Linked DNA regions of Mus musculus: all the other regions are linked to region 2. Evidence: chromatin contacts called from public HiChIP or PLAC-seq and promoter capture Hi-C data. All regions are on one chromosome and are shown on one strand. The core of a region is the stretch at or near the end of the contact, and the rest is flanking DNA. Distances in the headings are between cores, read along the strand shown.

Region 1 (2,934 bases), core at 227-2,726, 640 kb after region 2:
GATTTCTTTTTACTTGACAATTTTAGCAAACAGTTCTTACAATATGAACTTCAGTTATAGTCTTACCATCTGTCAAGGTACAAAACAGCAAGTGAAATTTCCCTAGTATAAAAGGGTATTAGAAAGTTTGTCTTTGGGCTTTCCCATACATTTTATTTAATGCATGAACTTAAAACCTTAAAAAGACATCCTGTTTCTTTCTTTACTTTGAAAATCATTACAATGGGTTTTTCCAAATTAGAGGTCACAGTAGCTTTATAAATCATGAAGATACATGTGCAGTCAAAATTCCAGAAGCGTTTGTAACACATTTTAAGATGACAGCACACATGATAACACGTCTACATTTATACCCACATTTACTTGGACTACTCTGTGGGGTAGATGAATACTCAATCTTAAACCTCAAGTTTAGCTTTTGATAACTGATGTGTATAAATCACCAAAAAGAATTTGGAAAGTTTTTTTTTTTTTCAATAGCCTTTCAGTTCGAATTAAAGACATCTTGGAATGTATTTCCCCCCATTCTTTAATTAGATTCTTGTATTGGTAGTCACAATTTACTCTTCCAAACCATCTTTAAAAGCTTAACAGAGAAAGCTCTTCTCCAATGTAAGGAAAATCATCTCGATCAACAGTCTGAACCAGAGGTTTTTGCTGAGCCCCTGTGAGACCAAAGAGGAACGATTTGGTCTTTTTCTCCTCGCGATTCTCAGGTTTAACACTCCTCCTTCCTCGATTCTCCTTTTCCACAATGCATGGTCATTCACTGTCCCGTCTTCTATTCCGAGAAACAAAAACCAACTGTTTTTATTTTTTGCACAGAACTATTTGGAATGAACCCCAAAATAGCAGAATGTTGAATCTCTCCCTCTCAGGTAGTTTCCTCCTCTCTCGTCAGCATTTACTCTCGATCAATGATCTCATCACAACCGAGCTCTTCGGTCAGTCGATTGACAACCATCAGCGAAAACAGCTCTTCGATAAAAGCTAGCTGGTCGAAAGGGCTCTTCTCACACCGCGCCTGAAAGCCGCCATCCAGGGCATCTCCGGCTCGCGCGGTTCGCAGGAACACCTTGTTGGCTTCCTCCAGGGCGGCGGACACCCTGTGCATCGCGCCGCTCCAGCGCTCCTCTTCAGGGAACTCGTAGTCGTCCTCCCAGTCATCAAACTCGTCGCCTTCCAGGTCCGCGCCAGCCTCGGGGAACAGACCGCGCTGGGCGCGGGCGGCGGCCGGCCCGGCCTCCTCCTCCATGGGGCCCTCCTCCGGGGCCGGCCCGCGGGCCCCGCGGCCTACCTCCATATAGCCCTCGCCGGGCAGCACGTCCATCTGCAACTCGTTGCTTTCTTCGTACAGCTCGCAAAGCTCTGCCATCTCCGCCATGGTGGAAGCGACTCGACCAAGGTGGAAAAAAAAAAGGAACCTTTTGCAGAGACGGGCGCGCGAACGGGCGTGGTGCGCGTGCGCAGGCAAGAGGGCGTGCGTGGAGCGCGAGCTGGGGGGGGGGGGCGCGTGCGCAGGCGAGTGGGCATGCGTGATGCGCGTGCGGAGCACGTTTCACGTGCGCAAACGGGTAGGCGGGCGTGGTGCGCGTGCCAGCATGGCGTGCGTGTGCTGGCGAGTAGGCCGCTTGGTCCACGGGGGGGGGGGGGGGCGTGGTGCGCGGGCGCGGGCGCGGGCGCGAGCTCTTCCCTTCCCACCCCTCACCCCCTATGTTTCCCGGACTCCCACCTCACCCTCACACCCACTCAGGACCCGCGATGCTTCCGCTGGTGACCCACCTGGAGACCAGCTCTAAGTTCCTTGCCAAGTGCTTGCTTTGCCTAGATGGAAAGCCCTGGCCTTCTGTCACAGATGCCATCTCTCCTCCACCTCCCTGCCTCCCCAGCGTTCCTGTGATCAGCATGTCCATTACCTCTCACCATTTCAAATCCCACTAGTCCCGTCCTGCGCACTGAGAAAATTTAACTTTTCGGTTTTTTTCTTCTGAATTTATTGAAGTTGACCTAACCAAAGATAAATTGTGTGTATGTCCACACGTATATACCATGGGGAAACTAAACCACATACATGTGTGAGTACTAGGATAAAGAAAGGTGGAAAATAGGCTATACATATTTTAAATATATACAGATAATCACGCGCCACGGTTGCTCTACAAACTTAAACTGTAGCCAATAGTGTTTGAGAATATCCACACCCTTACCACGTATTGTTTTATGGAATTAATATAAGTAAACTTAAGTTTTATCAATTTGATCTCTCTTTCGTGTGTATGCGTTTGTTTGCCTGTCTGTAATGTTTGTGTGCCACGTGTGTGCATTGTGCCTACAGAGGCCAAAAGAGGGCGTTGGAACTCCTAGAAACGAAGTCAGTTGTACACTGCCCTGTGATTACTGGGAGTCGAACCCTGGTCCTTAGTGTGAGCAGCCGATGCTGTTTACTGCTGAGCCATTTCTCCAGCCTTGATTGTATCTTTATAATCTTTCCATAGCTTTAGTTTATTATTCGTGGATGCAATGGCCCTGTCATGTCCAAGAGACAATGCTCCATAGCATTCCTCTTTATCTTATATAATTTTTGCCAATGGTCATTTTTTATATTCTTCAGCGAACTTTTCTCCAAAGTGTTACATGATCCTTACTAGTTTTACATACTTGAACATATTTGTATGAAATCTTCCTCTTTATCCATTAAATGAAGTTTCTCATGAGCTGTTATTGGAATATAATCTTTGCATGTTGATTTTTGTTCTTATTGAAATGTTAATAGAGAAAAGTGCACAGGTAATGTGTGTGGCTTAATTATCACAAGCTACATATATTTGTTTACTTACTACCCAGAAGAAAAGGCATCATTCGTGGATCCCAGAAAACCACTCTTCTCTCTTTTTGTGCCTCGTGAATAACCACAATTCAGACTTTATGCAAATA
Region 2 (2,815 bases), core at 30-2,529:
TTCAAATGTTATTGTATTTACTTTCATTTCTGCAAAAGAAATACAGCTCTTGCCTTGGGACAGCACTAGACAAGTTGTCATTGTCAGTGAAGCCCTGGGGTTTGAGGTTCCTACAGACAGAGAAAGGAAGTCTAGCAAATGACCTGAACTCTGCAGGTTGCCTTGCTACATAGCATGTGGTAAATTCCTCAGAATTCACTCCCCTGTAGTTACCTAGTCCCAACGCTAAGCCATTCTTTGCAGTTTCACATTCCATCATGGTCAGCCTTCAGAAGTATGTGTGGAAATTCTAATCTGGTCTTGATCCCTCTTGTCCACCAGCCTTTCTCTCAGTGTATATGTGTTCTGTGTGTATGCTACCTGGCTTTGGCAGTTGAGAGAATTACTATGGCCATATAACTTTATTCCAGTTTATTTTTAAAACCATCTATTTTAATGTGTATTTATTGTTGTTATTAGTTATTTATTGTTGTTGATCTCTTACTGTACCTAATTTATAAATTGAGTTTCATCACAGATATGTATGCTGGCTAGTTTTATGTCAACTTGACCCAAGCTATAGTCATTTAACCTTGGTATTGCAAGTCATTTACTATAGAATTTCTCCACATTTTTCTATCCTGTTCATTCTGACCAGTGTTGTAACCGGTCGCTACTCTTTTCCCCATGACTTATTTCTCTATACAATCAAAACAGAAATATGAGCAAATATGAGTATATTTGCCGGGTAGCAAGTCACAAAGTATTCTCCCACTCCCTGGGTATTATTTGAATATGAACAGCATCTTCAAGCAAGAATGCCTGTGACCTTATAAGCAGATATATGCTGATTAGAAGTTAAGGTGTGCTTGCCAACCTCTGTGTGAGCTTCTGCACCAGCTTCAGTGTGTGTGTGTGTGTGTGTGTGTGTGTATACCTCTGTAAGCACACCTCTTACACATGCACTAATTACCCATTTTCAAGCCTGTTTTCTCCTCCAGGGAAGAAAGACCTATAGGAAAGGACCAGTGCCTCCTTTGCCTTTGCCTTTTCAGTGTATTGCATGGTTGCTGGCATAAAACCTATTGTCAAAATACTTGTTAAATGAAGGAATGATTATGATTCAGGCTCATTGTTGAAATAAGAGGCATTGACGTGGTCTTTCTGGCAATGTTAGGCTTGGAAAACCCATATGCAAATTGACCAAGAATGTTGAAATATTTTGCGCTGACCACATCCTGAGGATAAATTCTATAGCTCTGTTGATTTAAGCATTCTGAGTGTGTAACTGTCATGTGGGGGAAACCCCACAGCAGTAACTGAGCCCTTAAAATACCTCACTGACTAAACTACATGCATAGAAGGCTTGTTTTACCATGTGCGTGGAATGTCTATTTTAAATGTGTTTCAGCCTTTGGGGATTTAGAACGGGTTTTTTCCCCCTTTCTGAATAATAGAGGTTTTCCTTGGAAATGACTTTTATATATTTATATTTTCCTGAGCCTTGGTTGACTTCATTGTTTATATTTTAGCAGTGTAATTCTATGCACTCACGCTCCTGAAAGTCTTTGAATACTTTGGAAAATGAGGTGGGGTATAGCTACATAAGAGATATTGTTTTGTCACAAAGTTTGGAGGCTCGGAGGGGAAGTGTGTAGAATGTCTCCCCTTCCCCACTGATGTCTATCAGTCCATCTATGGTCATAGACTGATCACCCAATACACTATTGCTTTTGTTAATTCATATAGACAGTTGGGAATCATTCCCTTAAAGACTGTGACTGTATCATTTCTTGCCCCTCCCCCCAATAACTCAATCATGGCACAAACAAAACAAAACAAAACAAAACTGTTCTTTCTAACTCCCAAAGAATTGCTGAGCTCTGTATTACGGGACTGTAGGACAAGCAAGGGTCACTACAAAGTAATAGATTCTTGAAACGTTTAATGAATGAAGGAACAGAATGCATAACTGAGACCAGTCAGATGAACAGAAGCATATCAAGATTTAGTGTTCAGGAAGGAACGAATCATAGCGCAGGATCCTTTTGGACAGTGGAAATGGCCCTATAGTTTGACTCAGGAAGAATGCTTAGGCCATTAGTAGAGTATTGGATCTTGAATATTTGACTTATTTTTTTCTGGACATAATTCCTTGACTTGTCAACGAGAGTGAATAATGGGGCCAGCAATAGTAATAATAATAGTATTAATAATCCTCATTCCATAGATGCATAGATAGGTCAATATATAGATATAAATCATTAAATATAATTCATCACATAAACTGACTCAACAACAGAAGCCACATGGTTGTCTCAATAGATACAGAAAATGCCATTGACAAAAATCTAATATCCCTTCATAATAAAAGTTTTGAAGAGGCAAAGAATTAAAAAAAACCCTATTTCAACACATTTAGGGTTATATATGCCAAACATATAGCCAACATCATGATAAATGAAAAACACTTGAAGCATCCCCCCCTCTTAATAATGTAGTGTTTGGAGACTTAGCAAAAAGATGAGAGAAGAAAATACAAGGGATGCCGACAGGAAAGTGAGAGTTAAAGGATTCACCATGTAGACAGCATGGTTCTTTCTTTCCATTAAAGACTTCACCAAAACAAACAAACAAAACAAAACAAAATGAAACTCCTAGAAAGCTGGGCATGGTGATACACACCTTTGATCCCAGAACTCAGAAAACAAAGGCAAGTTGGGGCTCTATGAGTTTGAGGCTACTCTTGTCTATATCATGAGTTCTAGTCCAGCCAGGGCTACATAGTAAGACCCTGTCTCATCAACAACAAAATACTGCCAAGATACAAAATTAA
Region 3 (2,752 bases), core at 182-2,681, 590 kb after region 2:
CAAACCCTTTCAGGTCCTCTGCAAGAGCAGTACACGTTTTTAACTACTGAGCCATCTCTCCAGCAACCTTTTAAAAAATGCTGCCCAGGATGCTTCGGAGATGCAGGTACTCTCCCGGAGCATTGTGGGGATGTTTTACAGGGACTGTAGCTATTTCATATGCTCCCACACGTCATTCATTAGCTGCCACTCACAGACAAGGCCATTACCACTCACAGGAACTTCTCTCAAGGTAGTGGGATGTTACTGTGGCATGGCATACGGTAAGGTGGGACCCAGAGGAGAAGGCAGAGATGAAAGAGAAGCATGCGTAGCAGTAGAGGTACTAGCGGATTTTTTCAGTCTTACTCCCTCCTCCTCCCACCTTCCACTCCCCTGATCCTGTCTCCCTAGGTTCCGGGTATATGAGTTCTGATTTAGCCATTCCTTTCGTGTTTGCCAAATGTGGAGGTGCAAAAAGAAAGTCAGAAAGGAAGGTATAGGACGCCACAAAAGGCCTTCCCAGTGGATAGAAAAAGCTCACAAAGTTGTCAGGCAGGATACTAACAAGCCGTTCTGAGCCTAAGCACAAAAGCTTGGCGGCGGCGAGGCGCCTTTGTCTCCTAGTCACCTGCACTGGTTTCATTCAAACCTGTGTTTGGATGGCCCTGGAGTTCAGGCTAAGTCCTGAGCACTCGAGAGCCCGTGGTCAATGAGAAGGTGAGGTGGCCTTCTTCCCAGATTCTCTTGGCTGCTGCCTTAGTATTCGAAATCATGAATAGTCTCAGGTACTGGAGCCAAGGCTCACAGAGAAACGCAACCTCAGCTGCTTCCTCCCGGAGACTCTCACCCCACCCCCACCCCAAGGTCTCAGCAGTCCGCTCTTCTCAGCTCCTGAATGAACCTGCATTTCCTCTGCCCAGCTGGGGCTCAGGCTTCCTGTGGGCTCAGCCTTTACGGTTGTCTTCCCGGGGCCTTTGATGGGCTCAGGAAATTGTATCAGACAGAAGATGGGGCGGCAATCAATTAAAAAAAAAAAAAACGTTTCTAAGAAAAACGAATCTAGGCTTTGAACAAGAGTTGTTTGTGTAACATATGCCCTAATGTCCATGGAACAATATATCTAATTTCTAGCTCCTTTCTCGCCCCTCCCCATCTTAACAAGAAAGGAAATCGATTTTTAACCTTCTGATTCCCAGCATACTGACGATCCAGGAGCAAAGATTGCCTTTACTTTTAACCCATTCATCAGATATTACCCTCCCTTTTCTCTGCCCGGCTTCGTTTCTCCCGGCTACTAGTTAGTATATTCACGGTGCATGACTCATGAAGCTGCAGCCTGATTGGATGAAAACCAAATCGCACCCCCCACACCCCCACCCCCGCGCCGCCCCAAACGGGTCAGTCAATTACAGCTATTCTCGGCTCCATTCACAGATTTATTAGCTCTCACACAACGAGGGAAATTCATTCGGCAAAGTTCATTCATAAAAATTTCAACAGCCTGGGTATCGTCTGCTCAACTCAGCCTTTTGCTGTGCACAGGCTCCTCCTGAAAAAAGCCTGCAGGAGAGTACAGGAGGGAAGGGCGCCCTGAGAAGGGGTGGGCCGGCCGGGATCGGACCCGAGCCACACAGAGGATGCCCGGACCTCAAGCTGGAGGAACAATGCAGACCAGCGCCCGTCGCTAGGACTCCTGGCTGGTGGCCCAGAACCAAGATCCTCCGAGAGAGGGCAGCCGTCATAACCCCAGCCCATACAGAAGGGCCTTTGACTCTTATGCGCTTTTTTATTTTTCCCTTTGAAATGAACAGTCACGGGAACAAATAAAGGGTTAATGGGCTAGTCCCTGCCCCGCCCCGTGGGAGCTGGAGGGGAGCAGGTTTGAAAGTTCCTGTGCGCAGAGGAAAAGGGGGTAAATATTTCTGCTAAGACTAGAGGCGTGGTGGCACCCGCTGCCCCAGCCTGGGGGACGGGACTCCGGGGCGAAGACACCCCCGCTCCCACCCCACCCCACCCCCCGCGCTCCGGGGGCCTCTGCCAGGGCCTGGAAGGGCCGGCCTGCAATCAGAGCTGGGGAGGCGTCCTCCGGGACTGTCATCCTTGAGCAGTCTCGGACCCGGGCTGGTGACCGCCAGAGCAGGAGAGGTGACTGTGGCGTGGGTCTACCGGACTGCGAGGCACTTTAGGCTGCGGTGCCCAGTCTCAGCACTGCTAAGGCTATGCGAGAACGCAGCCAGGACAGCCAGGCAGGACTCACGCTGTATGTAGGACTCTTTGGGCACCTGGGGATGCTTCACAGGACCAAGTACAGCCGCTTTCGGAACGAGTCCATCACGTCTTTGGACGAAGGGAGCCCCGGAGGCTCCGTTGGAAACAAGGGCTCGTCGCCGCCTCCCTACCCAGCCCTGGCCCCTCACCTGCCGACTGAGGATGCCACTGTGTCCAGCCAGGAGAGCCCCACGGCGCTGTGCACCTTGATTCCCCGTATGGCAAGCATGAAGCTGGCCAACCCCATCACTTTTCTGGGTCTGAAAACCTTCTGCTTGGGTACGAAACAGGTGAGCCGGTTGAAGCTCCAAGAGAACCAGGATCAGACTCCAAGCCGTCCAGCGTCCCCAGAATCCAATCTAAACAGGACTGGACCTGCACCTGCACCGGATCCGGACCAGGTGGGACGCAGGCCCACCTCTTTGCGTCCTGATACTTGCCCACTGCCTGGCCCTGGAGAACCAAGCCCCAGGAGCAAGCAGGACGGGCCCCCTCTGCAGCA

Evidence for each region. Promoter capture Hi-C pulls out the DNA fragments that hold promoters and counts their contacts. HiChIP or PLAC-seq counts read pairs in DNA pulled down with a chosen protein or histone mark.
Region 1: an H3K4me3 HiChIP or PLAC-seq map of bone marrow-derived macrophages shows a contact between it and region 2, with 5 times the contacts expected there. The contact joins the promoter of Eid1 here to the enhancer-like site in region 2. A contact is called at or near these places in 1 of 39 promoter capture datasets (liver) and 2 of 115 datasets of contacts at active chromatin or transcription factors (bone marrow-derived macrophages and pancreatic cancer cells).
Region 3: a contact with region 2 is called in a promoter capture Hi-C map of HPC-7-derived erythroid cells, with 6 times the contacts expected there. The contact joins the promoter of Shc4 here to the enhancer-like site in region 2. A contact is called at or near these places in 5 of 39 promoter capture datasets (the 3T3-L1 cell line, the C10 cell line, the HPC-7 cell line and 2 more) and 2 of 115 datasets of contacts at active chromatin or transcription factors (the NIH/3T3 cell line and embryonic limb bud).

What each region holds. Positions count from the first base shown.
Region 1 is chr2:125,671,642-125,674,575 of GRCm38.p6, reverse strand. It overlaps Eid1 (EP300 interacting inhibitor of differentiation 1), which reads right to left and starts at 1,476. Exons shown (of 1, transcript NM_025613.3): 1 at 1-1,476. The coding sequence starts at 1,384. The coding sequence ends at 905. The region is part of intron 4 of Shc4 (SHC (Src homology 2 domain containing) family, member 4); the gene reads left to right.
Region 2 is chr2:126,308,640-126,311,454 of GRCm38.p6, reverse strand. No RefSeq gene overlaps it. Among named protein-coding and RNA genes, the nearest start is that of Dtwd1, 160 kb to the right of the region's middle. Within about 2 kb of position 1,279, at least 56 of the 459 cell types and tissues checked have an H3K27ac peak or open chromatin away from gene starts, as enhancers often do. A contact at or near this core is called in the NIH/3T3 cell line, bone marrow-derived macrophages and pancreatic cancer cells, where this site is marked.
Region 3 is chr2:125,722,827-125,725,578 of GRCm38.p6, reverse strand. Shc4 (SHC (Src homology 2 domain containing) family, member 4) reads left to right here and starts at 1,431. Exons shown (of 12, transcript NM_199022.2): 1 at 1,431-2,752. The coding sequence starts at 2,202.